4 separate regions of the Mus musculus genome follow, and regions 1, 2 and 4 are each linked to region 3. A link is a contact called in public promoter capture Hi-C data. All regions are on one chromosome and are shown on one strand. The core of a region is the stretch at or near the end of the contact, and the rest is flanking DNA. Distances in the headings are between cores, read along the strand shown. Region 1 holds the start of Asah2 (N-acylsphingosine amidohydrolase 2). Region 2 holds the start of 2700046G09Rik (RIKEN cDNA 2700046G09 gene). Region 3 holds the start of Ranbp6 (RAN binding protein 6). Region 4 holds the start of Minpp1 (multiple inositol polyphosphate histidine phosphatase 1).

The links. Promoter capture Hi-C pulls out the DNA fragments that hold promoters and counts their contacts.
Region 1: a promoter capture Hi-C map of hippocampal neurons shows a contact between it and region 3, with 4 times the contacts expected there. A contact is called at or near these places in 2 of 39 promoter capture datasets (the C10 cell line and hippocampal neurons).
Region 2: a contact with region 3 is called in a promoter capture Hi-C map of hippocampal neurons, with 3 times the contacts expected there. A contact is called at or near these places in 3 of 39 promoter capture datasets (the 3T3-L1 cell line, hippocampal neurons and pre-B cells) and 1 of 130 datasets of targeted methods (astrocytes).
Region 4: a promoter capture Hi-C map of pre-B cells shows a contact between it and region 3. A contact is called at or near these places in 2 of 39 promoter capture datasets (hippocampal neurons and pre-B cells).

What each region holds. Positions count from the first base shown.
Region 1 is chr19:32,101,823-32,109,287 of GRCm38.p6, forward strand. Asah2 (N-acylsphingosine amidohydrolase 2) reads right to left here and starts at 1,318. Exons shown (of 24, transcript NM_018830.1): 1 at 1,197-1,318.
Region 2 is chr19:32,387,595-32,394,547 of GRCm38.p6, forward strand. 2700046G09Rik (RIKEN cDNA 2700046G09 gene) reads left to right here and starts at 1,622. Exons shown (of 2, transcript NR_033198.1): 1 at 1,622-1,782; 2 at 2,111-3,590. Sgms1 (sphingomyelin synthase 1) reads right to left here and starts at 918. Exons shown (of 10, transcript NM_144792.5): 1 at 626-918.
Region 3 is chr19:29,811,588-29,819,384 of GRCm38.p6, forward strand. Ranbp6 (RAN binding protein 6) reads right to left here and starts at 1,387. Exons shown (of 1, transcript NM_177721.4): 1 at 1-1,387. The coding sequence starts at 1,363.
Region 4 is chr19:32,483,247-32,490,098 of GRCm38.p6, forward strand. It overlaps Minpp1 (multiple inositol polyphosphate histidine phosphatase 1), which reads left to right and starts at 2,523. Exons shown (of 5, transcript NM_010799.2): 1 at 2,523-3,313. The coding sequence starts at 2,695.

The DNA of each region.
Region 1 (7,465 bases), core at 68-2,567, 2.3 Mb after region 3:
CACAATTAATAGATGCAGATATAGCTTTTGGCAAACTCCAACATCTCTCCATGATAAAAATACCAGAATATGTAGGGATATAAAGAACATTTGTCCACATAAAGACTATACAGGATCAGCCTGTTAGCTGACATTATATAATAAATACGTAAAAAATTGTTTCCTAAAATCAAAAACAAGAGTCTCTCTCTCTCACCCCCCCACCTCGTCTTCGCCCTCTCTCTCTGTGCATGTATGTGTGTGTGTGCACGTATGTGTGTGCACATATGTGTGTATGTGTGTATTCTTATTCAATATGGTGTCCGAGTTGGGGGAAACTTTTAGAAAAGTTGTAGACCTAAACGTCGATTGCCTTGCATTTTACCTGCACCATGCATTCCGGGAAGTTTGCAAATATCTATACCGTCATCGGTGTGCACAGTGCTTCTAGACTGTACCTTCACACCACATCGGGACCCTGAAAAACTTTAAGCTAAAACCTTGTATTCCTTGAAATTCCATTCAGTTCAAGTCTTTGAAGATTATTTCTAGTCTGTTTTGAGTTTCAGATGCGTTTCCACGAACAAAATAAAAGGTTCGTGAAGTAATACCGATACCCAGCTGAGCACGTAGAGACTGATTAGAAGTCATGACATGCTGAAGGATGTTTCCGGTCACACTGTGTGTGCTGGGGCTAAAGTAGTCAGGTTGTAGGAGAGGAGAAAGCATTCGGTCTTAGATGATGCCTCCCTCCCTCCCTCGGGCTTCCGATGAATTATAGAAGTTTGCTCTCCGAGTCTGGGGTTTTAAATCGTATCTTCCAAAATGGGCAGGAAAATGTGTTTCTGCCTCCTGCATCTACCAATTCAACAAACAACTTCAAATATTTACCTCTAAGTATAGATTTCCAGTAGAGATAGCAAAAAACTACCGTTTGAATCCCACTGCGATCGTGACATTCAAATGACCTGACGCTGCAGCACTAGAATTCAGATCAGTTTAAAGACAATCCCCAGCATCCGAGATGCAGCTTAAATGAGGATGGAGAAATCTGCAAACGCTCACCCCTGCACCCTGGGCTCTTATTTTCACGATAGAATGCAGGCTAATAGACAACTGCCCTTTCTCCAAGGGACCTTGTTTGCAAACAGGAACAAGCATTGCTTTGTTCTCTTGAGAGAAAACAATACAGCATCAATCAAAGCAAAGCCACGTACCCAAACCCGCTGCTGCAGCTGCTCATTCAAACCCCCGCATATCTATCGTTCACGGGCAAACCAGAGTGCCTGCTGGGATGCTTGTGTATCCTCTGCCCGGCTCTTCAGAACACCGCTGCAGGTTAACTCTTGGAGGCTGGAAGCTCTAACCCAGAAAGCCAAGGCTCTGTAACTTAACCACTTACACGCTGACTCATTCAGCAGACACGGTGCACTCTGCTAAGCCTGCTGATGGATGAACACTTGTACCATTCTTGGAAGGTAACACCTAGAACAGTGTTTCTCAACCTGCACTTCAGGACCCTTTTGGTAGGAAGACCCTTTCACAGGGGTCACAGGTCAGATATCCTGCCTATCTGATATTGATAGTGATTCATTACAGTAGCAAAATTACAGTTATGAAGTAGCAACAAAAATAATGTTATGGTTGGGGGGGGGGGGTCACCGCAACATGAGGAACTGTAGTAAGGGGTAGAGGCATTAGGAAGGGTGAGAACCACGGCCCTAGAGGCTGTCTTTTTCCACCATGAACAAACATCATCATTCGCTCAGCCCAACCTGCTTGTCCTCTGTGATTTGGAAAGCAAGCAGTTCATTGCCAAGGATATCAATTGCGTGCCACAGAGACAAAAGTAGACAGTCGCTGCAGAGGCTGGAGTAAAGAACATTTTGAATAAAGGACATACATTCTAGGAAAGACGTTTCTGGACAGATTGCAACTTGATGGAGAAGATTATTATTCACATGTAGTAAACATACCTTAGTAATTTGGATAAACAGATAAAGCTATATTTATATTTCCCATAACACCCCTCCAGGCAACCGCCCCCCCCCCAAAAAAAAAAACAAACCCCAGCTTCTTGCAATATTGCCCTACAGTTACCAGGGCTCCTAGTAGGGCAGGTAGGGGAGTTGAAGAGGGTCAATCTTCTGAGCCTTTGGGAGTTGCTTTACAAGTATGAAAGTCAGGGACAGAAAGCAAAGCCAGTATAGGATCAACTTCTGTTTTTTGTTGTTTCCTTCTGGGCCTTTTCTTCTTGGGACAGGTAATCATGGTATTTTCATAGCCTCGACTCACAGCCATGCCCTGGCCTCCTGGGCCTCTGGAGTGATGGTATTTCAGAAATGTGTCCCATGCTTGGTCCTGGCTCTGGTCTTTGCAGTTTACCTCATCCCCCCCACTCCCCCATGTCGCTATACAGAAGCCTCATGTACCTAGAATCCCCAAAGAAGACTGCTCCTCTTGGCTTATAAATGGGTTGCTACATAGAGTGCCAAGGCATAAATCAAGGTATAGCAAGCCTCTAGCTTTCTTCAGGCTACAGAGTTCGCTGTGGCCTCAGAAGGAAGTAAAAAGTTAAGTACAAAGCTGGCAGGTGTGACAGTGTTTGCTAAAGACTGAGCTATTACAGGTAATCATCCCTCCATGGGGAGACCCGGAAGGCCAGCAGGAGCCTTGGCCCTTTCTCCTCCTCTCTGCCATCTGGAACGGCAAGGGCTGCCTTCTGAGGTTTATTTTCTGCTAACTGGGCTCCTAGGCACCAGGGCCTCCTTTGCCTAAACTTCGTCTACCCTGGGAGTCTCAAAGCTTCCAGAAAAGAGTGCAATCTACCTGTGAAGAAGGGGAGAGCACAGACCACCTGGGGAGCAGAAAGGACACTAACAAAGGCAGCTACATTGAAGCTTGCCTCACACCAGCAAATGTGCTGACCACTTTAAATGTACTTCGTAAGAAAGATCACCAGAAATGCCAGAAAAATCCGGGTTTCCTACTCCTTCCCAGTCTACCCTATGGTCAGGGCTGCCCTGTACCTGAAATCTGAGCTAAGAGAAATCAAAAGTGACAGAATTGATCCCACAGAGCAAACTGAGAAGGGGGACCCCTATCAATAAAGTGACCAGAGGAGGCTGGGAAGACACAGCACAGAAGAGAAAACGGAACGGGAGTGTCAGGATGTCTAATTTCAGTTTTATCGAGAAAGATCATCATTTCTTCCTTAAGGAAAATCCATCACCAACCCATTTGGACATCTTAATTTTGTTTTGTCATCTGTAATTACTGTGACGTGCTCACAGCTGGTCCCATTTCCTAATTCTCGGACTGGAGCCAGATGACATGTGTGTTCAACTTATGAGAGTTAAGGAGCGTCACCTGTGAGCATGTGATACTTGAGCGACGTTTATCATTTTATTTTATTCTGTCAAGTAAAAAGTAGGAAGTCTCTCTGATTGGAGCTAAAGTAACAATAACAGTAACAAATTCAATAACAGTAACAATGATGGATGTTATTATCGCAACACAGACCGGCCAAGGAGGGTGTCCCAGCTGTTCATTATCTTAGGATCCAAGGACAGCTTAAGGATCCATATCTGGCCCTGCTAGAGGAACAGGGCACCTGTGTCCACAATCATATTTAAGAGCAAGAAAAACTTCCAAGAAGTTGCTCTAGGAATTTCTTGTAAAATTAAATATAAGCTCAGAAAGTTGGACATAGCTCTACTGAAAGATTCAGCAATACCACTCCTGGGCATATACGCAGAAGATGCTCCAACTTGTAATAAGGACACATGCTCCACTATGTTCATAGCAGCCTTATTTATAATAGCCAGAAGCTGGAAAGAACCCAGATGTCCCTCAACAGAGGAATGGATACAGAAAATTTACTCAGCTATTAAAAACAATGAATTCATGAAATTCTTAGACAAATGGATGGATCTGGAGGATATCCTAAGTAAGGTAACCCAATCACAAAAGAACACAAATGATATGTATTCACTGATAAGAGGATATTAGCCCAGAAGCTCAGAATACCCAAGATACAATTTCCAAAACACATGAAACTCAAGAAGAAGGAAGACCAAAGTGTGGGTACTTCGATCCTTCTCAGAAGGAGTAACAAAATACCCATGGAAGGAGTTACAGAGACAAAGTTTGGAGCAGAGACTGAAGGAATGACCATCCAGAGACTGCCCCACCTGGGGATCCATCCCATAAACAGCCACCAAACCCAGACACTATTGCAGATGTCAACAAGAGCTTGCTGACACGAGCCTGATATAGCTATCTTCTAAGAGGCTCTGCCAGTGCCTGGCAAATACAGAAGTGGATGCTCACAGCCATCCGTTAGACGGAGCATAGGGTTCCCAATGAAGGAGCTCGAGAAAGGACCCAAGGAGCTAAAGGGGTTTGCAGCCCCATAAGAGGAACAACAATATGAACGAACCAGTAACCCCAGAGCTCCCTGGGACTAAACCACCAATCAAAGAAAACACATGGTGGGACTCATGGCTCTTTTTATTAGATATTTTCTATGTAGCAGAGGATGGCCTAGTTGGTCATCAATGGGAGGAGAGGCCCTTGGTCCTGTGAAGGTTCTATGCCCCAGTATAGAGAAACACCTGGGTCAGGAAGCAGGAGTTGGGTAGTGGGGGGAGGGGGAGAGGATAGGGGATTTTCAGAGGGGAAACTAGGAAAGGGGATAACATTTGAAATGTAAATAAAGAAAATATCTAATAAAAAAGGAAAAAAATTAAATATAAGTCTACCACCACAGCCCATCAATTCACACCTCCATATTTATCCACAGGAAAACACACACACATGCATCCCAGCCTGGGCACTGTATGCTTATGCAGGGATATTCTTGGCTGCTTTATTCATACCAATACTCACCAAGAGTTGAGCTGTGGCATGCTTGTTCAATTTGTTACTACTCCCTAACAGAAAGAGTGAATTGTACACACACACACACTTAAATGTAACTGTGATCCAAGAGCTGGCAGAAAGAACTTCAGAGAAGAAGAATATTCATTCCATGATCCTTTGGCCCTACGCCTTTATACAGGATGTCATGGCATGGGGAGTGTGGAAGGGAAGCATTACTCACTTCCAGGGCAATCAGGAAGCAAAAAGAAAGGAAATATGGACATTGAGATACCTTCCTCACTTTCCATTGTGTCAGGGTTCCCATGTCATGGGCTAGCGCTGCTCACAGTCAGCCCTAAGAGGTCTTCTCTGGGAAAGCCTTCATATATACACCCACAGCTATTTCCTCAGAGACCCATTTGCAACTCCTGAGAGAGAGAGAGAGAGAGAGAGAGAGAGAGAGAGATCTCCTGCCAGGTAGAGTCAAGGCAGCTCTGGGCCTACAACCCAGGCTCAAGGCTAGGGACTGAAGATTCTATTGACCTTGGTGGAAGAACAGAAAGGTTTGGAGATGGAACCAAATGTCTTGTGTACATTTTAGCAAAATTGTTTCTGTTATCTTGTGTCTTTGCCTCCCATGGCCCTGTAGTATAAAAAGGCTATGAGAAATACATTTGCTACTGACTGGTATTTACCAGTGTTCTCCCGTACCCGTCTCTTTCTTCTTCCTATCTTTCTATCTTTCCCCCCTTCCCCATCAGAGGACTTTGCAACGTCAGGACCAGTGCAGTGTGGTGTCTCAAACAGAGGTCAGCTCTGAGAGTATAGGGGATTAAGTGGGGGAAATCCGGAGCACTCCGAAAAGGTAAAGGTATGTTGAGAATTTCCTCCGAGGTACAGACATGGGAGAATACAGATAATTGGAAAAAACTGAGGAGATCGTAAAAAGTAAAAGTCCAGGGGAAAAAGTGGGAAATGGAAACGGCCGTACGCTTCTTGAAGTAAACATGCTATGCCATATGCTTGGTTAAAGTGGAGCAACAGCAATCACATAATTGTTTTAGATCTTGTAGTGAACGGTTGTCCTTGGTTTCCTGAGGAAGGTACAATAAAGTTAGCAACCTGGAAGAAGGTTGGGGAAAGACTTCAAGTTATTACCATGTGCATGGACCAGGTAAAGTGCCTGTAGATACCTTTAGCCTTTGAACCTTGATAAGAGTTAGGAGAAGTGGCTTTTGGAGAGGCCAACCCGGTCCGAAAGAGATGGAAACAGAAAGTAAGCTGTTCCGGAGTGGCTCAGGAGGCTCGCAGCGGGCGGGCGGGCGGGCCGCTGGTCTCCCGTCTCCAGCAGGCCCAGCTCGGTGCTTGCTCTCTGCCCGGGCGTCCACAGACCCCTGGGGCAGGCAGGGGTGGAGATGGCGGCAGCGGCGAGACGGGGGAGAGAAAAGGCTCCGCGATTGAGCCGGGAGAGAGAAGTGGCGCAGGAGAGAGCACAGGACCCCGCAGCCCGAGCGAGCGAGCGGCCTCCTGGAGCGCTCTCGCCCCTCCCTTTTCCTGCAGCTCCCTCCTCCTCCAGAGGCAGCAGGCCACCAGCTCCAGGCTCACAGCTCAGGCACTGACAAGCAGTAAGGAGTCCTGATTTCCACGGAGAGGGCCTCAAATTTACATTATGGAAACTAACATATATCATACAAGCAAGTCAGGGATTATGTACATTGAAACATGTCTAGTCTATAAAGTTTATGTTTTATTTGTGTCCTTAGTAACTATATACATATTTACTACATCCATATTCACACATGCATGTGTGTATATAAATTATTCACATTAAAAATAAATTATACGTTGAATAGAAGTTATACAAAATAAATACAGATTATATACGGTAAATATAAATTATATACACTGAATGTGATTTATATACATTATAACTGCATACATTATATACAATGAATAAAAATCATGTACACTGAATAAATATTAATGATATATTTTAAATGAAAATGATGTACATTAGGTGAAAATTAGATATGTTAAAATATGAACTATATATAAGTTAAATCTATAAAATATGAGTTATAATCTATATAAAATACATAATTTCATATTTCCTCAAGGACAGGGAATTATGGAATGAGCCCCTGGAGATCTAAAAAATCATTTGTGACCCCTTAATGCATATAGTTCCTCGTGTTGTAGTGACCCTCTCCCATAAAATTATTTTTGCTGCTACTTCATAACTGTAACTGTAATTTTGCTACTGCTGTGAATGGTAACATAAATACCTGTGCTTTCCAACTGTCCTAGGCCATCCCTGAGAAAATTTCGGGCGACACCTTCAAAGGAATTGCAACCCACAAGTTGAGAACCACTGACCTAGGAGATTGTTGATAGCGGTGTACTGGTCCAACCAGTACGAACTCAAACAGTCCTGTGTGTGTGTGTGTGTGTGTGTGTGTGTGTGTGTGTGTGTGTATGACACTTACCATAGATGAATATATAAATATAAGCAGAGTAAAATAAACCAGATGTCGAGAATACTTATTGAATACATGGTATTATGGGAAAGTCGTGGAGGGGTAGATACATATCTCAGTGGTAGAGCATTTGCCTAATCCTACCA
Region 2 (6,953 bases), core at 372-2,871, 2.6 Mb after region 3:
AGGAAGGGGCTCGCTCCTCCGGGAAGGGGGGTCCCACCTGTTATGCCGTTGGGGGTCATCGAGGGGCCGTGCTGAAGGGAATCCCAAAGCCGCGGACTCTTGGCCCCGCTGCGATCAGGCCAGGAGGTACCAACTGTCACTCTGCCGCCCAGGGTTGTGGGGGTGGGGCTGTGATTTTGGGGGTCCACCCCTAAGCACTACGGGACCTCTGGCTGGCTTCCACCTGGAAAGGTCCTCAGTCCCGGGCTCTCAGGCCCCGCTACCGTCCGCTCGCCTCAATGTGACACCAGGCAGCCTTCCAGCCCGCACGCAGCACCTCGGAAAGGTGCCCACGGACGCCTCCTCCTTCCTCCCCGCCCAAGTTGGCGGGGGAGCCCCGCCGGCGGCCCGCCCCCTCGGAGCCGGGATCGCGGCCGCCAGAGCGCTCCCCCGCGCCCACCCCCACGAGCGGCCGCGGGGGACCGCACGCCAGGTACGCGCGACACCGCGCGGTATGCGCTCACGCCCCCTCGCCCCGGCTGCCCGCCCGCCGTCAACCGAGGTCAGGCCTGGCCCGAGAGACTCGGGTCAGATCCAGCCGCTCGCGACCCGGAGGCCGGCCCTCCACCCCCGCCCCGCGACTCACTTGCACGCGAGTCGTGGCAGCCGCCGGAATTCTTTCCACGCGCCGAGCCCCGCGCCGCGGAACGAAACCGGGGCAGGGCGGCGTGCGGACTCTGCACCCGATCCCGCTCTCCCGTCCGCGTGCCAGGCTCCCGGGACGAGCAGCCCGCCCGAACCGGCTCTCCCTGCTCCCGTCCAGCCGGCAGCCCGCCGCCGCTGCTCCGGCCGCCGCCGAGCTGGCGAGAAGGCTTCTGACTTGGAACCTCGGGCTGCCGAGCATGCCCAGTCCGCGGCGGAGCCGGGTCGGCTTCCCGCGCGACGCCAGTCCGTTCCTCCGGGTGTTCCCGGCGGCCAGGGGGCGGGGACCGCGGACGCTCGACCAGGGACCCAGCTGAGTCCCGCAGGACAGCTGGCCGTGGGGTGTGCTGGGGGTGGGGACGGGGGGGGGGGGGAGTCCTTTTTGTTTCTAGAAACGGGAACTGGAGATGCGGTTCCCTTTCGCCCCCACCACCCCCCAACCACGAGAAGAGAAAGATGGTGGGTTTCATCCTCCGGGATCAGAAGCCCTATTAGGAGCCAGCCCGAGAGTTGTGCGGCAAAAGGCGGCTAGAAGGTTGGGGACACAAACTCAGCCTTGGTGAAACTACCTACGGGGACAGCTGTTGGCGAACTACACTGGCATTTTCTTTCCCACCAAGCCCAAGAGCTGCGACACTTGTGACTCCCTTATGATTGATCATTTAAAATGGATGAACCTCAAACTCTTCGGGACATTTTTCCGAAGCTCTAATCCTTAAAACCACCATCTCCCCCCCCCCCCCCCCCCCAAATCAGGGGTCTGCAGGCTTCCTAAATCGCGCAGCCCCAGGCAGCGTGAAGGCCCAGGAGTTCTCGGGAAGAACCGGGCCCTCCCCCCTAGTCCGTCCGGGCCCCACCTCCCGCCGCCTCTCGGAGCTGCGGCGAAAACCTGGAGAGCGCCGCACCAGGGCCGGAGCACTGCGCATGCCCAATGGCCCCACGGGGTGCGGGTCGCCGGCAGATCTCCAGCTCGGGCAGTGGAACCCGGTACCAGGACGGTGATCTCGCGGCAGAGACAGCAGCCTCCAGTAGCTCCGGCCTTCTGGGCCGACCGCTCGTACCACCGTGGCATGGGTCGCCCGGGACGCGCTACCCTGCAGGGTCTGGTCTGGGGGCGGGGAGGGGGGAACGGCCGTGCCTGCGAGACACGTGACTGTCCGCGGAGCTCCGGGGCAGCCATCTTCAGCTCTCCGGGGCCGTAGACGAAGAAGGGTCCGGGATCCGGGCAGACTCTAGTCCATTTGCCTCCCCACCAGGCACAGGCCCCCGCCCTCACCTGCATGCAGTCCGCCAGTCTACAGCGGGGGTACAGCGAGGGTACTGCGACGCCGGTGACACCGGGAGGACCGGCTGTCTCCAGAGCCAGAACCTAACGGCTAAGAATTGGAGAGCCGCTCTCTTGGAGCTGATGGCTTCTGCTTTTCCCCAGGGGCGGAAGTTGGGAAGAGGAGTTCCCGTTCCTAAGGCGCTGGCATCGCTCCTCCTGCTGCTTCCCTGTTCTGACCCATTCCCGGCGACGGAGGATGAAGGTGGCGAAAGATGTTTGGACAGCCGTCGCTCTCCTCCATGCTTTTCTCCTGCTGCTGGTTAGCTTGGATGGTGATGGTGTCACCTGGGGTCCTGGAATCTCTGGGCCCGCATCCTCATTACCCGAGAATTCGTTAGAACGACACATTCACGACCACACCTAAACCTACAGAATCAGAAACGCCACTAGTGGGGTCGGTCCTGAAACCTGGTTAACAAGCTCCCAAGGTGAATCTGATGGCCGCTTTCCCTAAGCAGTAGAGACCCTTTTTCGTGTATGGTGCTGAAAATTTAGCGTCCTCTGTCCCCAAATACAGTGAAAAATCGGATTTAAAATGTGTCTGCTCCTGTGTGAGCTCTTAAAGGTCTTGTCCTCTCCTGCACCTCCGGCCTCTTCACCTTAGGACACTATGCTATCGCACTTCTCAGGGAGATAAGAAAGGGTGGCCTGACGCATACTGCTTTTAAATGACAACCCACTAACCTGCTCTATTTGAGTGTCAACCAAGAGCAAGGGAGTGGCTGAGATTATAGTAGCCCCGCTGGTTATTTTCATCAGTTTGCACCTAAGAGGGAAAAAAAGGAGGCTTGCTGTCTTGAAGTAAGTACTGGACAGCCGCTGGCTCTTTGCAGTGTTACTTTGCATTTGCTGTAACCAAGGTCAAAGCAAGCGAGCTGCTGCCTGGCAGGTCATGGAATCCAGACTTTAAAATTCTCCCTCCCCACCCCACACACACTTGTTACAAGTGTGTCCCAGGCATTAGAGTTAGTTTAGTTTTTCTTCCCCTCCCCCCTCCCTGTATCTTTGAAATGTTTTTTAGGAAAAAGAAAACATTTTTCTATGAAAGTTTTAGGAGTATTCCTAATACATGAAAAGGGCAGAGTATACAAGTATTTTATACTCCAAATTTCACTCCAATTTCAGAAAGTGGTTCTTAGAAAAGGCACACATAAAATATACATAACAGAGCTTTAAGTAAATATAGGGATGGTAATCTAGAGAGAAATCCTCGCCTTGAAAGTAACTTGAATGGCGTGGTCATAAGAGATGCTTCAGAGTTGGCATACTTTTAAGTCAGTCACTGTACAAAAAATAATAATAATCAAGATGAAATGTTCCTTTTCTAGTCCACTAAACCATGAAGAACCTTAACAGGAGGCTGGAGAGGTAGCTCAGCAGTTACGAGTACTTGCTGGTCTTGAAGAGAACCCTAGTTCAATTCCCAGCACCCCACTTTGCCATTGACAACCATCTGAAACTCTACTTCTTTGGAATCTGATGCCTTCTCTGGCTGCAGAGAACACCAGGCATGCAAGAGTTACACTATATATGCAGGCAGGCATAGCATCATATATGAAGTAATAAATGACTTTAAGAAACAAGAGAATTCTAACACTACTTCTTACCAAATCATAAGAAACATTCATTAAAAATGTTTAGGTTTCTCAAGTACGTGGACTAGTATGGATAATGTTGAAACAGTAAAAATGAGTCATCCCCAAGTCAGTGTCTGCCATGCTAAAAATAATACCAACAAACAAGTACAGAGACATAAACTTCACTCGCCAAAGTGACTACTTCAAAGTTGGTCATTTCTAACGATTAATAATCTAAGAGAAAAACGCACTTCTATCCCATTGACCTGTAAGTGGCAACCACCACTTACTAGAACGTAGTCAAAGCCCACACTATGCTCTAAGGTCAAGGGGCTTCAGTGGGTAGGCAGGGAAATGTGGCTCTGTGGAAGAATCCCGGGCCACACAGCCTGAGCAGCAGGGGCAAGGCTTCACGGCCTCCTCAGACTTTTAAATACATCTGGCCAACCTACAACCTGAGTTGAAGCCAGTGCTGTGAGTGGGGACCCAGCTGCCCATGACAAGGCTCCTTCCAAGTGTTTGCCCTAAGGAACAGATCTGTGAAGAATCTGCACTGAGTTCATTCCTGTTCCTCTGCCTGAGACTCCTGGCTTCACTAATTGTTTGGTTTCCACTGATCAACAAAGACTGGAGTTGTTTGACTGACCTTGGTTAGACAAGGGGTACAGCCCAATTTCTCCTTGTGCACAAACCTCTTTCCCTACATTTTGTTTTGTTTTGTTTTTCGAGACAGGGATTCTCTGTATAGCCCTGGCTGTCCTGGAACTCCCTTTGTAGAGCAGGCTGGCCTCGAACTCAGAAATCTGCCTGTCTCTGCCTCCCGAGTGCTGGGATTAAAGGGGTGCGCCACCACGCCCGGCTCCCTACATTTTTTTTTCAATACCATACAATGGATATGTATTATCTCTGATTTTTGGAATATGTAGCACATGAGTTGGCACCAAACAGCCCTTAGTAAATAGTTGCTGAATCATAACTTATTTTCTGGTTTTCTCTGTGCTGCAGTTAGGTATAAGAAGGATAAATACAAACAATGGAAATGTCTTTTTTATCCCTTTCTAATAAGCCAATTTTCAACCTCATATAGATTTTAAGAGGATTTTTCAAATTAGACATTTACTACTGACATCCCTCATGGGTTCATAGGTTTGAATTAATTGGTCCTCAGTGGAACTGTTTGGGAAGAAATGGGAGCTGTGACCCTTTTGTAAGAAGTGTGTCACTGGATAAGCTCATGCTATTTCCAGTTAGCAATGCCCCCCTTCCTCTCTCCAAATCGGTAAGTTTCAGCTACTGCCCCAGCACCATGACTGACTGACTGCCGATATGTTCTTCCCATCATGCTCATGGACTCCAGCCCTAAAGTTGTAAGCCTCCAATTAAATGCTGTCTTTTATAAGCTGTCTTGGCTATGGCAACGGAAAGCTTTGTGTCACAGCAAACAGAAAACTAAGACATTTCACTAACAAGGATCAGATGAATAGATGGTACAGTGTGTACCATATCCCTAACAAAACCACCACTTAAGTCCTGGCTTTTCCAGTAATCAGAATGGAACTCCAGGCAGGTTTCATTCTTGCCTCTTAAAATGAGAATGCTGTAACCCAACCCCTTCTTTGTTTCCCATGGTTGTCATGAAAATTAATTAGATCCTGAGTATAAACCTGCTCACTGTAATACAGCCAAAAAGATGTCCAAATATTGCTACCTGTCCTTTGAGAAGCTGGGGGGATTTAGCCCACATGGAAAACTACTATTTTGACAGCAAAAATGGAAGAAGTGAATCAAAAGAAGCTGGAGTCTGAACTTGATCATCATCCTTGTTTGGAACCGCCCAGCCCCTATTTGTGTCCACTCATTGTCAAGTTGTACCAGATAAAGCCCAAGCCCAAGTATTGTGTGTGTCCCAGAAGCAGAATGCTTCAGTACTCCACTGCAGTCCCACACGTCATCCTCATCCCGATATCTACCCTCAAACAAAGTTCTTGGCTACCACATGCTTCACACTTACACTAACATTTTATTACTTATTTGAAAGTCAAATAAAATTCAGTGTCTTGTATTTTTAACTGCTTGATCTGGAAGCCCTACGGACATAAAGTTTTATCGCCATCCTAAATTGCAGCCCCATGAACTCAAAGCTTGACCTCATTAAAAAGTTAATGCAGAGGTTGAGCTAAGTACAGTAGCACTCCTCTATAATCTCAGCATCTGGGGTTGTGGGTAGTCTTGGATCCATAAAAGGATCATTCCTCCCAAAAGATATTGCAAACACTTTTTTTCTTTTAAGAAGTCAGGGATAAGGAGTGCTGGAGGAATGGCCTAGCAAGTCAGAGTTCTGGCTGTTCTTCTAGGGAACCCAGGTTCCATCCCAGCATCCAGTGACAGCTCACAGCCATTTGTAATTCCAGCTCCAGAGTAGATGATACTTTCTTACAGTATCTGTGAGTACCAGGCATCCTTGTGTTGCACTGACATACATGCAGGCAACACATCCATGCACATACTAAAATAATATTTTAAAAAGAAATGTAGGTAGAATAACAAATTTCAAGGATGATAAATGTCCTTTAGAAAATATTTAGACTCCTTATGAAAGTTACAGATAACAATCCAGTCGAAGTCTGACTGTTTTGGCATACCCCGTGTACCTTGTGTTGAGAACACTTAACACTAACACATAGCTAGGCAAGCTCGTAAGATAAAGCCTTCCGGTGCTAGGAGGTGAACTCTGAGGTCTAAAAGAGCACGTTCTTACTGAACTACATCTGCATTCCTCTGAACATGTCATGAAGTGCTGAATAATGGAAGAGTCAATATTGTGCACGTACGCTTTCATACACCCTGTCTGGCTCTCTTCCACATAGCTTCACCTGTAGAATTTTTAACAAGTAAGAACTTGAGGAAAAACATTCCTCATACCAAAAATGAGAAAGATAACATCATTTTTTAAAAAGATGTTTCAGAGACTGGTAAGATGGCTCGGAGGTTAAGAGCTCTTGCTGAGGACCTAGTCTCAATTCCCAGCATCAATATGGAGACTCCAGTTCCAAGGGATCCTATGCCCTCTTCTGCCCTCCACAGGCAACAAGCAGACATGCACTGCACATGCATGCATGCAGGCAAACCCTCACACATACATGAAAGTCACATACATGAAAATCAGGATGTTTTCCACAAAATTAATAGACCACATGGTGTCCATATTGTTGAAGTGCAAATTAAGCAGTGTTACTAACAATAGCTGTATTTCACACACAGTAGGGTCTGGGGGCTAATATTCTTACAAAGTATCAGAGCATAAAATGTCTGGAGTGATTGTCTAAAACAGTAACTCCTGTACTGTGCTGCAGAGGGGACCAGATGGC
Region 3 (7,797 bases), core at 137-2,636:
ACAAAGCTGTAATCACTATCTCATGGAATTTCTTTTGGAAACTAGGTGCAAAATCTGTAGCCATCTGTCCAAGTGTAGTACAGGCAGCAGCCCTTACCCTTGGATGAGGATCCTGAAGAAAAAGTAAAACCGAGTTAACTGTTTCATCTAGAATTGGTTCCATTTGCTGATGGCAACCTTCTCCAATGGCTGATAAGGCCATTAATCCGGCGTGTCGACATTTCCAGTCAGGGCTCTGAAGCATCTGCATGATATGCTCCTTGGTCATTGGCAAAACAACTTTCCCACCAAGTCCACAAGCCAGTCTGTCTAGGGCACTCTCAGCAGCAACCGCATTGCTGTCAAAGTCATCTTCTTCCATTTCATCAGCATTTACCCAGTCATCATCATCTTGAAGATCAACCATCATTGCTAATATATGAGGCACAGCCTGTGCAATAATATTCGTATGCTTTTTCAACATTGGAGTTGCAGTTTCAGATAAGGTGACTATTACTTCCAGAGCCAGCTGGCGTTGCAGGTTACTAAGCCTAGAGTCTCCACACAACTTCAGGCTCAACTGCAGAGTATCTTCTAGATAGGGACCCAAGTACTTAGGTACAGTATCTGCAATCTCAACAAGGGATTCTAGCACAGAATCATCATCCTGGTAGCAGGAATCATTCACAGCCTGTAAGATCCCAGGAAGCAAATCCGCAAAGTCTTTGAAAAGAGCAATATTGTTTTCATTAGCAAGGACGAACGTAGCTGCAGCTCTAGCAGATAATGTCCTGATTGCTGGATGCTCCTGATCTTGAATACACTGGTCCAACAACCTCTTGATGATATCCAAATCGTGACGATCCTGGTTCCCAAAAATCCCAGGAAAGTGCCAGAAAACGTGAAGTGCAACTTCCCACAGAACCACATTTTTAGAGTGAATCGAATCAATGAGGAATTTCAGACCTTCTGGCCAATGGTTAGTGCCACTCTCATCTATCAAATTCCTGGCCAGCACCGCAAAAATATCACAAAGCTTTTTCCTCATGCTAGCATGTGTTTCTAACTTAACGGCCAGTATCAGTTCAATCTTGACATCCCTCTGCACTTCAGGAGGTAGATTTGGATAGACCTCCTCAAACCCTGAGGACAAAAGCCGTCGTAGCAGTGCGGCAGCCATTTGTCTCACCTCATAACCTGCTCTTCTATTTCGGACGGCGTCTAAGAGAAATGTAGTCTTACACAGACCTGGGATATTCTCATAGACCTCCTCGGCTTGCCTCCGCACCATGCAGCTTGGATTGATCAGGTTCTTCAGAAGCTGGTAAAACTCCTGCTTTTCCGACACGGTCGCCGGCAACCCTGCAGACCCGGCCGCCGCCATCGCGTCCTGTCAAAGCTACCGCGACCGGGAAGGAGGGAGGGAGTCTGCGGCTGGGAGCGGTGACGTCAGTGAGGCGACGCCGGGGATGGGCGGGGCGCTGCTCCCACTCTCCGCTGCGGCGGGGTGAAGCTGGCAGGCGGGGGTCTGGGTTTTACAGGGTGGACGGAGCTGAGTGCGTTTTAGGGGTATCGTCCTGTTCTCCGACCGATGTGCTCCTGTAGAGGCTGGAAGGAGATGGGGAGAAATTCGCTCCGCAAGTCTACATACTGTATGATGCCGTTATTGTTTGTAAAAGACCTCGAATAAGCACCTCTAGACGAACTTTAATTAGCACCTGCTATGGAGTGAGGGAGGAGGGAAGAATGGAGTATAACTGCTGTCCGGGGATTTCTTTTTGAGGGTTGGTAAAAATGTTCTGCAGTTGATAGTGATGATGGTTCCCCCAATGTCATGCCGTTCTACTAAGAACTACCGAATTATACAATTTAAATTGTTAACTGGGTATAGTGAGTAAAACCATAATAAAACTACTTGCAAAATAAACTCAATCAAAGGTTAATGATTTCCTCCCCGTTGCCACACCCAAAGAAGTAGAACCCGAGATGTTCAAACTCGGGCGTACATCCCAATCTCTTGTCCTGTGGATTCTAACAGAGTGGGAAAGACAAATGAGTAAGGTGGGAGGTGATCTGGAGTAATGATAATGAAGCTTCTTGAATCCTGGTCTTCTATATACATTACTTTTGTATTTTTGTTACTCAAGATTTTCCTTATGTGTTTCTAAACTGTAATATGACAGTTCAGTTATTAGAATCCTAATTACCCATGAATAGGAAGCTGCAAAGATTACCCTAAGAACAAATTCCCCAAGGCTATGTATTTTTAATGTAGGCAGATGAGTTATTTAAAACCATAATTATAAGGTGTAACAGTCTGAGATCAGATCTTCCTCTCTGCCAGCCATTGTCACACTCATTTCAGCCCTAGGTAATTCTGTAAGGCTGATAAAGGCAGACAAAGCACTACTTTAAACCAAGAAATGAAGAGCCAGAGAGGCTGAGGCTCACAGCAGATGAGTCTAAATTCTACCTAGTCTTAAGGCAGTGGCACCTTTTGTCACCACAGAACATCCCCTATAGCCGCTGTTGCTTTTGCAACGTCATCAGAGACCTTCATTTATTGTGTTCTGTCTTAAACTTTGCCAAGAAATCTGAATTTCAGTCTTGTGAAATTCTGCTGCATATACACACAAAATGGAGAAAGTCTAGTTTCACATTAACAAGTTGACTGACCAAATAGGTGGTCTCATAAATTAATTTGTAATATGAAACTAGTCTCTGAACAGTGTTTCTCATTTGGTGAACCATTTCAAGGCCATTTAGGGTGTTTATTTTAAAATACAGATGTTAGGACCAGCTTCCAAATTACTGTACTAGATTTCTGAGAACTGTAACCCAAACATGCATAATTAATAAGCACAGAGAGATTTTATATAAATACCTAAACTTTATAATTATGGATCAAATCAATTCTTGTTTTGATTCTAAAATCTTACCTACAGTGCTTCATCTTGTACCAGACTCACTGCTCTTCTTACTGCTCCTAGAAAAAGTTTGGCTGCAAAGCCTCTGCATCTGCAGTTTTAGGAAATGTTAACGAATGCTGGAGAAATGCTTTCCCTACAGCTGCATCCGTTAGCATACTAAGGGCTTATTAAAACCACAGCAAGATCCAGTGACAATCCTCTGTAGTGTTTGGAACGTAAATGACTGACAGTGCCAAGGCCTGTGCAAATGTGGAACACCGGGAAGCTTGGCTATATTATATGGGAGTATATATAAATTAGTACAGCTTGCAACAATAGTTGAAATGCTGTTAAGATTGTTCAGTCATCGAGCCACCAGCCAGGAGCATACATGGGCTGGTCCAAGGCCCCTGGCATGTATGTAGCAGAGGTTTGCCTGGTCTGGACTCAGTGGCAGAATATGCACTAAATCCTCGAGAGACTTGGGGCCCCAGAAAAGGGGGAGGTTTGCAGGGGCCAGGGAGAAGCACCCTCTCAGAGGTAAGGGGGAGGAAGAATGAGATGAGGAACTGTGAGGGGGGGACCAAGTGGGGGACAATGACTGGAATGTAAATAGAATAATTTTTAAAGAGATTGTTCAGTTGTACATTTATTCCACCAGAAAATATTCACTGGAGCTTTATCAATCATAGTGCTGGACACAAAAAATATATCTATATCTATATCTATCTATCTATATACATATACATATACACATACATATGCATATGTATATATATATATATGTATATATACATATATATATGTGTATATATATATATATACATATATATATATATACATATGAGAGGAGCTTGGAAATGGCTCAGTTGATAAAGTTCCTGCTATGTGAAGAGGATGACTACCTGAGTTTGGATCCCAGTACCCATGGAAAAGCTGAGCACCCCGTTGCACATATATAACCCCACACAGCACTGTGTGGGAGCAGGAAGAAACAGGCAGATCTCTAGAGCAAAATGGCCAGCCTAGCCAAATTGATGAGCTCAAACTTCTGTCAGAGGCCCTTTCTCAATAAGGAGAGATAATTTAGGAAGGCACTAGAAACTGACCTCTTAACTCCACTTGCACAAATGCACCCCCCACCACCACCACATGAACACAAACTATACACCACACACACAAAGATCAACTACATGAAGATACTTATAGGAAATGGTAAATGCCACACACTCAGGGAATTAGTGTGAAAATAATTCTGCCCAGGCATTACGGAGGCAGCTAATCCACTGGGGTGTAGAGGAAGTCAGCTGGGAGTTTGAAAAAAACAACATTCCCTCGATCTGAATTATAATTTGTGCAGTAAAGGATAAGGGGGAACTTGATAATTTCTTTTAGTCAATATTCAGAGTTGATGACATGAATCTCAGATGGAAGTGATGCCTGACTGGCTTTTAAGAATGAGTCCTAATTAGCTATCTTGGGGACGGGGGCGGGGGGGGCTGTCCAAAGTAGACAAAACAACTTGCTAAAATGCAGAGGCCTTGAGGCAAACTGTGAGAGCTCTTTGCCAATCCTCCAGGGTCAGAGCATTAGGGGGGAGGCGCCTGAGGAGCCTGGGACAATAAGGAGGAAGGCAGGGAAGTAAGTAGAGCAGACGATGAAAGTGTCATAGTCCACACTGAGAAATGTGGATCCTTCCCCTAAAGGTAACTCGATTTCAATCAAGTGGTATGAACCAAATTTTAGAAAGATTCCTTTGGAAAGAATATGAAAAGGGATGCACACAGAATAGACATTGAATAGGTCAATTACCAGTTCAGTTTACCAGAAAGTCCAAATCAGCTGACTTTGATGGTAGGAAAGAGGTCAAAGGCTCAGTAGCACACACACCAAACAAGGAAGTGACTAAGACATCTTCCCATGAGTTGACCCAGTGACCTGTTTCGACCACATGCCGTTCTTTGCCAGCTTATTTACTTCTAAAAGAATAAACAGCAGTGTTTGTGTCAATCAACACACTGCTCTTTGGGAGGAAAAGGCTTTTCTCAAGATAGGTGAATCTTGGAGTCCATAGTTTGTTCTTTCACTGGTCCCCACATGTTCAAATGACAGTTATAATTTCAATAGTAGGAGCAAAACTGAACCCATCTTAGAACAATCATTTATGACTTATTGCTTTAGAAAAACACAAGATGATTTACAATCTTAGCTCTCTATTTTAAAATGAATGATTCTCCTGTATTCATTTTTTTTTCATTGCTATCCCCTTCTTTCCCCCATGAGAAGTAGGGGAAAGGCTACTACATAATAGCCAAAATTGGCTTGCCAATTTGGTTAGAATTGAGCAATTTTAACTTTTATAATTAACACTAGCTGTGTTGTATTGGTAGAGAGGGCATCTCAAGATTACTTCCCCAAAGACATCTCAAGGACATCTCAAGGGCATCTCAAGGTTATTTCCCCAGAGACAACTAAGGTGTTTGTTAGCATCTTACCAAGTGGTAGAAAATTCAAGACAAGTTGCAAATTTCACCGAAGAGCTGAGATTTAGAGCCAAATGAGAGGGATAGAATTAAGTTGATCTTGCATGATATAATCCAGATCTAAAAATGATACAGAAAACCAACAAAAATGCCACATACACTTTAGCTAGACTAAAATGAGACAACCTCAATATAAAAAAAGAATAATGCCTACAGTAGGCTAAAAGAAGATTAAAAATATGAACAAAAGTGACAAGTTTCTAACATCAAAAGTTACTAACCCCTTAATCATCTTCTGAGCTTCCTAAATTGGCAGCTCTGAAAATGGACTTAAGGGAATAAGCAAGTTTCCCTTGTCTTTTCCTGTACAAATTTTAAGTCAGATCATAGAGACCATTGTGAGTGACTGTTGCTCTGTGCGCACTCCACCTAATGAATTCGAAAAGGATGCCTCAGTCAGAAAACCACTCTGCCATAACTTTGAATGAACCAATGAATCTTAAGTAATGATGACCAGCAAGTGTTAGACCACTAGATGAAACATACCTTGGGAATTTCAAACTAGGGAGTTTAGGCTGAAGCCACTGGAAATCATCGTTTGAACTTTGTTATGAATCCAGAAGTGCCATTTGTCAATTGTCTCTTAGCTCTGCATCTATACTTGTATTATTTGTTCTCTGATGCTAAGATTAGGCTTTGGAAATAAGTTATTCCATTCATAGCTGGATTTTTTTTTTCGAGACAGGGTTTCTCTGTGTAGCCCTGGCTGTCGGTGCTCTTAACCACTGAGCCATCTCTCTAGCCCCACTCTGGGCTTTCTTACTTTTTCTCTAAAGCTCACCCCCTTTTGTCCGAGCAGCTGCTTACCAACCTCCATTGCTAAATACATGCCTTTTCCTTTTCTCATTTTCCCTCTTCTCAGCTGCTGCCGAGATTTCCTGTTTGCCTGCCTGGTTCTCTTTCTCTCAAGCATAAATTTAAATATGCAAGAGTTTTCTTCTTGGTCCCCTTTAAAAATATTTTATTAATGACCAAGAACCATGAAAAGAATGTCATCATTTCCCTAATAACAGAAAGATGTTCCTATTTATTCTACATACTTTGGTACAGTTGGATTCATTTTTTTGAGTGGTGTGTTTCTTGTGGTGCTTGTGTAAAACATGGTAAATGTGACGTAATGCTCGAGTATAGACACTGTCGGGGCCAGGCGTGGTGGTGCACGCCTTTAATCCCAGCACTTGGGAGGCAGAGGCAGGTAGATTTCTGAGTTCGAGGCCAGCCTGATCTACAGAGTGAGTTCCAGGACAGCCAGAGCTATACAGAGAAACCCTGTCTCGAAAAACAAAAACAAATAAACAAACAAATAAACAAAAGACACTGTCTGAGTCCTCGTTGCTAAATAGGGAACATCCAGAACCTGTCTAGGAAAACTTGGAGTTTCGGAGCCATTGAAAGCTCTGCATGGCCATCTGCGTGAGAGGCTCCACCCAGCAGCTGACTCAGACAGATGGACATTGACACCCACAGCCAAACAGTGGATGGGGCTTGGGGAATTTTATGAAAGAATAGGAGGAAGGACTGTGGGCCTCAAAGGGAATAGGACCTCCACAGGAACCAACAGAGTCAACTAACCTGGACTCTTAGGGCTCTCAGAGTCTGACTCACCAACCAAAGACCTACGTCTTTCGCACTTGAACCCAGTTGAACTGCTGTGTGAAGGAAAATGCTACACAAACTTAGTTCAGAAACAATGATAGCTAAATCTCTGGGTGCAACAACTAAAATCCTAATCTTGTAAGCCTTATTAAATCTGAATTCCCCCGTGGTGAATCCTGATTGATCCACTGTTGAAACCAGGAGACACTAGTAATTACATCTTGTCCTCATGCTATCCCCGTCCAAAAGAGACCTAACTCTTTCCTGCTTCCTCTCTTCCTCTGTCCAATCTGGAAGTCCCACCTACTTGCCCAGTGATTGGCTCCTTTATTCATTAGAAGATTGGTTCACAAGAACAGCACCAGGCCCATCTACAACAAATATGAATATAGAAAAATCGTACAACATTAATTAATGTGGGACTGTTTCCTCCACTTTTTCTATTCTCCATTCCCAAGGTCATTTGTGCATTTTTCCCCTTGGGGTCTATTTGTAAGGAAAGGAGCAGTTGGCTGACGGGAGTTCTCTCTGCGCTATAGAAGCTTCAGTTCATCAAGGAGATTGTGTTGAGGTGGGTGGGGAAGAAGGAACAGGGAGGATGTTGGGTAGCCTTTCAGGGAAAGAATTAAGATAGAGAGAGCAGATATTTCTATCAGGTTTGTGGAGATGAAGGAACTGGATCCTCTCATGTTCGTGGTCTAAAGGTGAGGCTGCTTGCTAATTGCATAGCTCCTAGCCCTGGAAAATCCCAGCATGTGCACAACAAGGTG
Region 4 (6,852 bases), core at 1,273-3,772, 2.7 Mb after region 3:
ATCACTGCAGAGGAGCTGAGCAGAAAGACTGTTAAGAGGCAGATGACTAGGAAGTCTGAAGTGAGACTGTCTCCTGGAAATGGCAGAAGGCTACACCTTTGATACCTCAACAATATGGCTGCCTGAATAAGACCTGAACAATGACAACACCAATAAACAGGCTAACACAGGAGATCTCCTAGAGCCACACTTCTAGACAAAGAACACCAGGCAACTAATGATGCTGAGAGGGGAAAGAAAAAGAAAAAGCGGCCATATATTTTTGAGGGTCTTATAGAAGACATGGGAGGAGTTGGGGGGAGGAAAGAGGGAAGTGATGATAATTACATTTTAATTAAAAATGGGGGGAAAGGCCAAGGGTCCTCAAAAGAAGAAATACAAATGGCCAATGAATATTTTCAAAAGTCTTCAACATCCTTAGTGACCAGAGAATGCAAATGAAAATTACTCTGAGATTCCATCAAAGTATGACTAGCATCAAGAAAACAAATGACACCACATGATGGCTAGGGTGAAGCAAAAAAGGAATCCGTGTCAGGGTGGGTTGAAGTGTAAACTGATGTAGCCATTATAGTGTAGCTGCAAAACAGAACTACTGTGTATCCCAGGTATACACTCAGGTATTCACCTAAAGGCGTCCACACCCTACTATGGAGATGCTTGCTCTGCCATACTTATAGTAGCTCTAGTCACAATTACAAGGAAATGAAATCAGTCTATATTTCCATCAACAGATAAATAACAACAGTACTTATATACACTGGGATTTTACTCACCCATATAGAAAAATGAAATTTTCCCAAAAACTGATAGAACTGGAAGACATTTAGGCTTAAAAAAGCAAACACATTCTCTCTCATGTTTGGATTTTAGTGTATATATGTGAGTGCTTGTTGACACTAGGAAACTAAAAAGGGGCCCAGGAAGAACAAAGGAAACTTTGTAAGGGTGAGGAGTGGGCATGGTTCTAGAACACATTTGATAAGGAATGAGGGACACTGGGAAAGGGCTTAAGTAGGGGATCCAAGCTGGGCCATGGAGGAGAGGTCAGGGCTGGAGGAGGTTCAGCAAAAACTAAGCATGTATGAAAAGGGCACAAGGAAACCTACTGCTTTGTAAACTATCAAAGTACAATTGAAAAAAATGTCTTATACTGAAAACAAATAACAACGCAAGCACCTTAGTCTATAAGGTGTAAGGCTTAAAATTCAATGAATACTAATTTAAGTAACCTCCTGTGAAAAGTAAGACTGGTCACGAATTTTTAGTCATTTAAACACTACAAAATGACATATCAAAAAAAAAAAAAAAAGCACAGTTCTGTTAGAATTCCCCCACTCCTGAGCCTTAAAATTTCAGCATTCAAGTTGGAATTTACTCTGGATTTTTATAACATTTTCTTCTTGGTCAGTGCTTAACAGTACAATTTTCTGTACCATTAAGTACAGATGGTAACTGTCCTTATGAGAAAGATCCAATGTGGCCAATGTGGTTAAAATCTCCTTGGGTTTGGATCATTTTATCATTTAATAATCTTCCTTAATTGTCATACATACTGAGGTTTGGGTAGGAAAAAAACAAACAAACAAGGTATTTAGATTCAAGATTTTTGAGTCCAAGATTCGGAGCTATGTGGCCTGACAGACACTCAACTGTTGGGGTTGACTCAGTGACTGAGTGCTTAATGGTTTTGAAAAAGACCCCAGTTTAGTTTACAGTACACATGACAGCTCACAACAGCCTGAAACTCCCGTTCTAGGGACTCCAACGCTTTATTCTAGCCTTCGTGGGCTCACAAATGTTGTACATATAGTCATGCTAGTTCACACATGCACATTTTAAAATCTCAACTGATTTGCATATCTAACTACATGGGAGAATATGGGTGTTTCCTCCATACAGTGATGAGGTCATATTTAATAATGGAGTGCATCTGTGAGGCCATGATTCAGTGTGCTCAAATTATAAGGACGGCTGTTTCTATTCTCTCAATGGCCTTTGGCATAAACAAGCTTACAATCTTGAGGTGGTGTGTCAGCTCTAGCCTACATTAAAATCATACTTAAATTGAAGCCCAGGGCTTAAATTTCTGAAGGAATAAGCCCCTTTCTAAATTCATGGCTCTGAGGTGTCCTGCTTATTTTCAAACTCTTAACAAGAGGGTCGGGGGAGGGCGTGTGCTTCAGGAGGTATCTTGTAAGCAAAGGCCACAGACGTTCTTTCTCGAGGGATCTTGAGACTGATCGTTCAGGGGCCACATGTTGAAAACACACCGTAAGGGACAAAAGCCATCTCCTATAGCTTCTCTTTTGGTAGAAGCCGGGCTACCTACTAGAAAAAGGAAAGGATTCATGTGTGCTCTTTTACCACACCGAAAAACCTAAACAGCTCAGGAATCTTTGAATCGGTTCCTGAGGCGCCAAGCTGCCGGACAGTCGCCCACGCTCCGGGTCAACTGACGCCGGCTCCACCTGCGCCCGGTGTCACACGCTCGTCGGAGGTTTCCGCCTCTCCACTTGTCCACACCGAAGCTCCGAGACGATCGGCCACACTCGCTCGGTGACAGCACCGGAGACCACGCTTGCCTTCTGAGGTTCCCGGGCCGGAAGTGCGCTCTGCTCCCGCCCCCGCCGGCGGATCCGGAAGTGGGGGTCGGCAAGCGGCGCGCCGCCCTCCGCGGGGCCCCCGGGCACGATGCTTCGCGGCGCGCGCAGCCACCTCCCGGCCTCGGTAGCGCCCGCCGCGGTCCTGGCTGCGGCGCTGCTCTCGTCGTTCGCGCGCTGCTCTCTCCCGGGGCGCGGCGACCCGGTGGCTTCGGTGCTCAGCCCCTACTTCGGCACGAAGACACGCTACGAAGATGCCAACCCCTGGCTGCTGGTCGATCCGGTGGCGCCGCGGCGGGACCCGGAGCTGCTGGCGGGGACCTGCACCCCGGTGCAGCTGGTCGCCCTCATCCGTCACGGCACCCGCTACCCTACGACCAAGCAGATCCGCAAGCTGAAGCAGCTGCAGGGGCTGCTGCAGACCCGCGAGTCCCGGGATGGCGGGAGCCAAGTGGCCGCCGCGCTGGCCGAGTGGCCGCTGTGGTACGGTGACTGGATGGACGGGCAGCTGGTGGAGAAGGGGCGGCAGGACATGCGACAGCTGGCCCTGCGTCTGGCTGCCCTCTTCCCAGACCTCTTCAGCCGGGAGAACTACGACCGCCTGCGGCTGATCACCAGCTCCAAGCACCGCTGTGTGGACAGCAGCGCCGCCTTCCTCCAGGGGTTGTGGCAGCATTACCACCCAGGACTGCCACCTCCCGACGTCTCAGGTGACAGCGCGCTCCGCCTTCCCTAGACTGCGGACTCCCTCATCCAGCCTCCCCTCGTGTCCCTTTTTGTCACCTCCCTTTCCCGCTTGCGTTCTCGGGACCCAGGATGTGGACTTGGTTGTCTCTGTTGTTTTAGTAATACGCTTGTCCATTCACTCATCAGGTGTGAATTCCTAGCATTTTCTGCGCAAGAGTGCAGTAGGGGACGCTGGAGACCCAGCTAGAAGGAGGGGAAAGAAAGTATCGCTTCTCGTTTTACATTCCACATTCCCAAATCGCGTTATCCCCCCGAGTGCCAACCTAGCTTCTTTTCCCTTCCTGGCAAGTAGTTTAACACCTGGGCGCACTTAATAATATAGAACTTTCTTCCTCCCAAACTGCTTGTGAGAATTGGGAGTTTTGTTGTTTTGTTTTTTTGACACAGGGTTTCTCAGCCCTGGTTGTCCTGGACTCGCTTTGTAGGCTATGCTGGCTTCACAGAGATCCACCTGCCTCTGCCTCCTGAGGGCTGGGATCACAGGACTTTTGGCTTTTTTGTTGTTGTTGTTGTTAACAACATCTTTTCCTGTGTTTCGACATTTACAAGGATTTTTTAGGAAGCTGCTCCTCAAAGCCTCTTTAAGCCTTACTTAGGGTTAGGGTACCCTGTTTCGTTCTTGTGTTTGCTGTAGTTTCCCTTGTTGTAGCTGTGGTCCGTAGTCACATGTATATTACCTCACCTACTTATTCCATTATTATACGGCTTCGGGATTTCGGGGCACAAGTAGTGGAATCCTCATTTCACAGGTGAAGAAGCCAAGAGTGTGTCCCCTTCATCACCCTTATATAGTGGTGAACTAGTCAGGCCCAGTATCCAGATTTGTGGCTTTTCTAGAGTGGTGAGTTTTCCTTCGGAAAATGTTTTAGCTGTTGCGGCAAACGGTAACGCTTTCTGTGTGCCGAGCATCCTGTACACTGGGCACTTAACACTGCTTTATGAAGTTGCTAAGTGTGTCCCCTGCCAATCTCACGCACAAGAAATGAAGCAAAAGGTACCAAATAATTTGCAGATTTTCATACAGTTAGACAAGGACCTAGGGAATCTTATATAGAGCTTGCTCTCAACGCTATGCATACGGCTTCCCTGTAAGATAACTTGAAGAAAATAGCGTGGGGGTTAGGAGTGGATAAGTGTTAGCAACTGCTTATCAGTTTGAGCCTCAGAGAACTGAAGCAAGGACATTAGCCGACAAAGACTCAAACAACAGAAAAATTCAGTTTCCCATTTCTCCCCTAATACTTAAAAACCTCTTAGAGATTTCCACATGGTTGTGTGTTGTGTTACTAATTTGAATAACTCAACTGGCTGATGTATGTATGTATGTATGCTTATTTGTTGAGTATGCTTTTTAATTATGGCTACTTTTTTTTTCTCATTAGATTGAGTGAACATCTTCCTAAATCCATTCAAATGAACTTGAGTGTCAAAACTAGAACATTTAAAGTAGCACAACAGGGCTGCTGAGATGGCTCAGCAGGTTCAGGGGCTTGCAGCCACGCCTGACGCCCTGTGTCGGGTCCCTGGGTGCATGTTGTGAAAGGGAGAACTGAGTCATGCTAGTTGCACACTAAATGAACACCAATAAATCTCTTTTTTTCCAATTTTTTATTAGATATTTTCTTCATTTACATTTCATATACTATCCGGAAAGTCCCTTATACCCTCCCCCCGCCCTGCTCCCCTACCCACTCACTCCCTCTTCTTTGTCCTGGTGTTCCCCTGTACTGGGGCATATAAAGTTTGCAAGACCAATGGGCCTCTCTTCCCAATGATGGCCAACTAGGCCATCCTCTGCTACATATGCAGCTAGAGACATGAACTCTGGGGGTACTGGTTAGTTCATATTGTTGTTCCACCTATAGGGTTGCAGACCCCTTCAGCTCCTTGGGTACTTTCTCGAGCTGCTCCATCGGGGGCCCTGTGTTCCATCCAATAGGTGACTGTGAGCATCCACTTCTGTGTTTGCCAGACACTAAAAGCACAATGTACACTGTGTAAAAATATATTGGACCTCGTAGGCTAAATGAATTTCTGTCTCAGATTGTATTGCCAGAGATCAGAACAGCTCAGGGTAAAGCTGTCCCTCATTGTTTCAGTCACAGAGTAACTCTCTTGTCATCTGAGATGGGTGGCTTGCCTATTGTGTACATGGGCTTTTGAGAAAGGCCATAGAATCAGATTTTAGGTTTTTGTAGAAATGAACAATGATTTGATAATGGTAGGTTTTTTGGGGACCATATAAGAAGATGATAGAATTCTCTTATTTAGGATGTTTATATAAGAACTATAAATACAACTGTCAATTAGAGTAGACAGAATTACCATTTGGGGGAATATATTTACATATATATTTGTATTTTTGCACATATATCCAACATAACATGGTCTAGCTTGGTTTTCCATGTTCAGACACAGAAACAATAGTGTTCTTTTCCTCCTGGAAGAATGACAATGGCAACATTTGGAGTATACTTTGGAAAAGGCCCCAACAGTTGAAGCATGGTAATGAAAGCTTTTCCAATTAGTATTTGTTGCCAACTTGTGAAAATAGTGTAACTTAGTAAATGCTAACCAGGAAACTGGCTGAGAGCTTCAGGCAGGTGAGCCTACCAGAGGCAAGCCTCTGGCTTCTGAAATGAAACAGCAGACCCAAAATATTAATGTTGCTTTGCTGGGTTTTGTAGTTTATGTCAAAACAGAATATTTCGTAAAGTAAGGCAGTTTGGAAAAGTTAGCTGAGAAAAGGAAATGCTCTTCTTGGAGTTTTGCTCAGCGAAATCTGGAAAGTAAGGAAATACTCTTCTTTTTTTTTTTTTTTTTTTTTTTTTTTTTTGCTTTTTTTTGGTTGTTTGTTTTGTTTGTTTTTCGAGACAGGGTTTCGCTATGTAGCCCAGGCTGTCCTGGAAGTCACTCTGTAGACCAAGCTGGCCTTGAACTCAGAAATCTGTCTGCCTCTGCCTCCCAAGTGCTGGCACTAAAGGCGTGCGTCAAGACGCCCAGCCAAGGAAACACTCTTCTTGGAGTTTTGCTCAGCGAAATCTGGAAAGTGCTGGTTTTAGTTTGCTTCCTTAGCCAGTGCTGGAAGGAAACAGTACTTAGTAATGCAAGACCCCCCCCCCCCATGCTGGGCCTCCACTCAAGTCCCGGGATGAGCTGGCCAACATCCCTGATGCAAACTAGCTGAGGCCGAACCCCTTGCAGGGCAGGGGAGTTCGACCCTGAGCGGTGACAGTAAGGGGCTTTTTTTTTTTTTTTTTTTTTTTTTTATGAATTTTTCTTTCTTTTTTTTTTTTTTTTTCCCATTTTTTATTAGGTATTTAACTCATTTACATTTCCAATGCTATACCAAAAGTCCCCCATATCCACCCACCCCCACTCCCCTGCCCACCCACTCCCCCTTTTTGGCCCTGGTATTCCCCTGTACTGGGGCATATAAAGTTTGCAAGTCCAATGGGCCTCTCTTTCCAGTGATGGCCGACTAGGCCATCTTTTGATATAT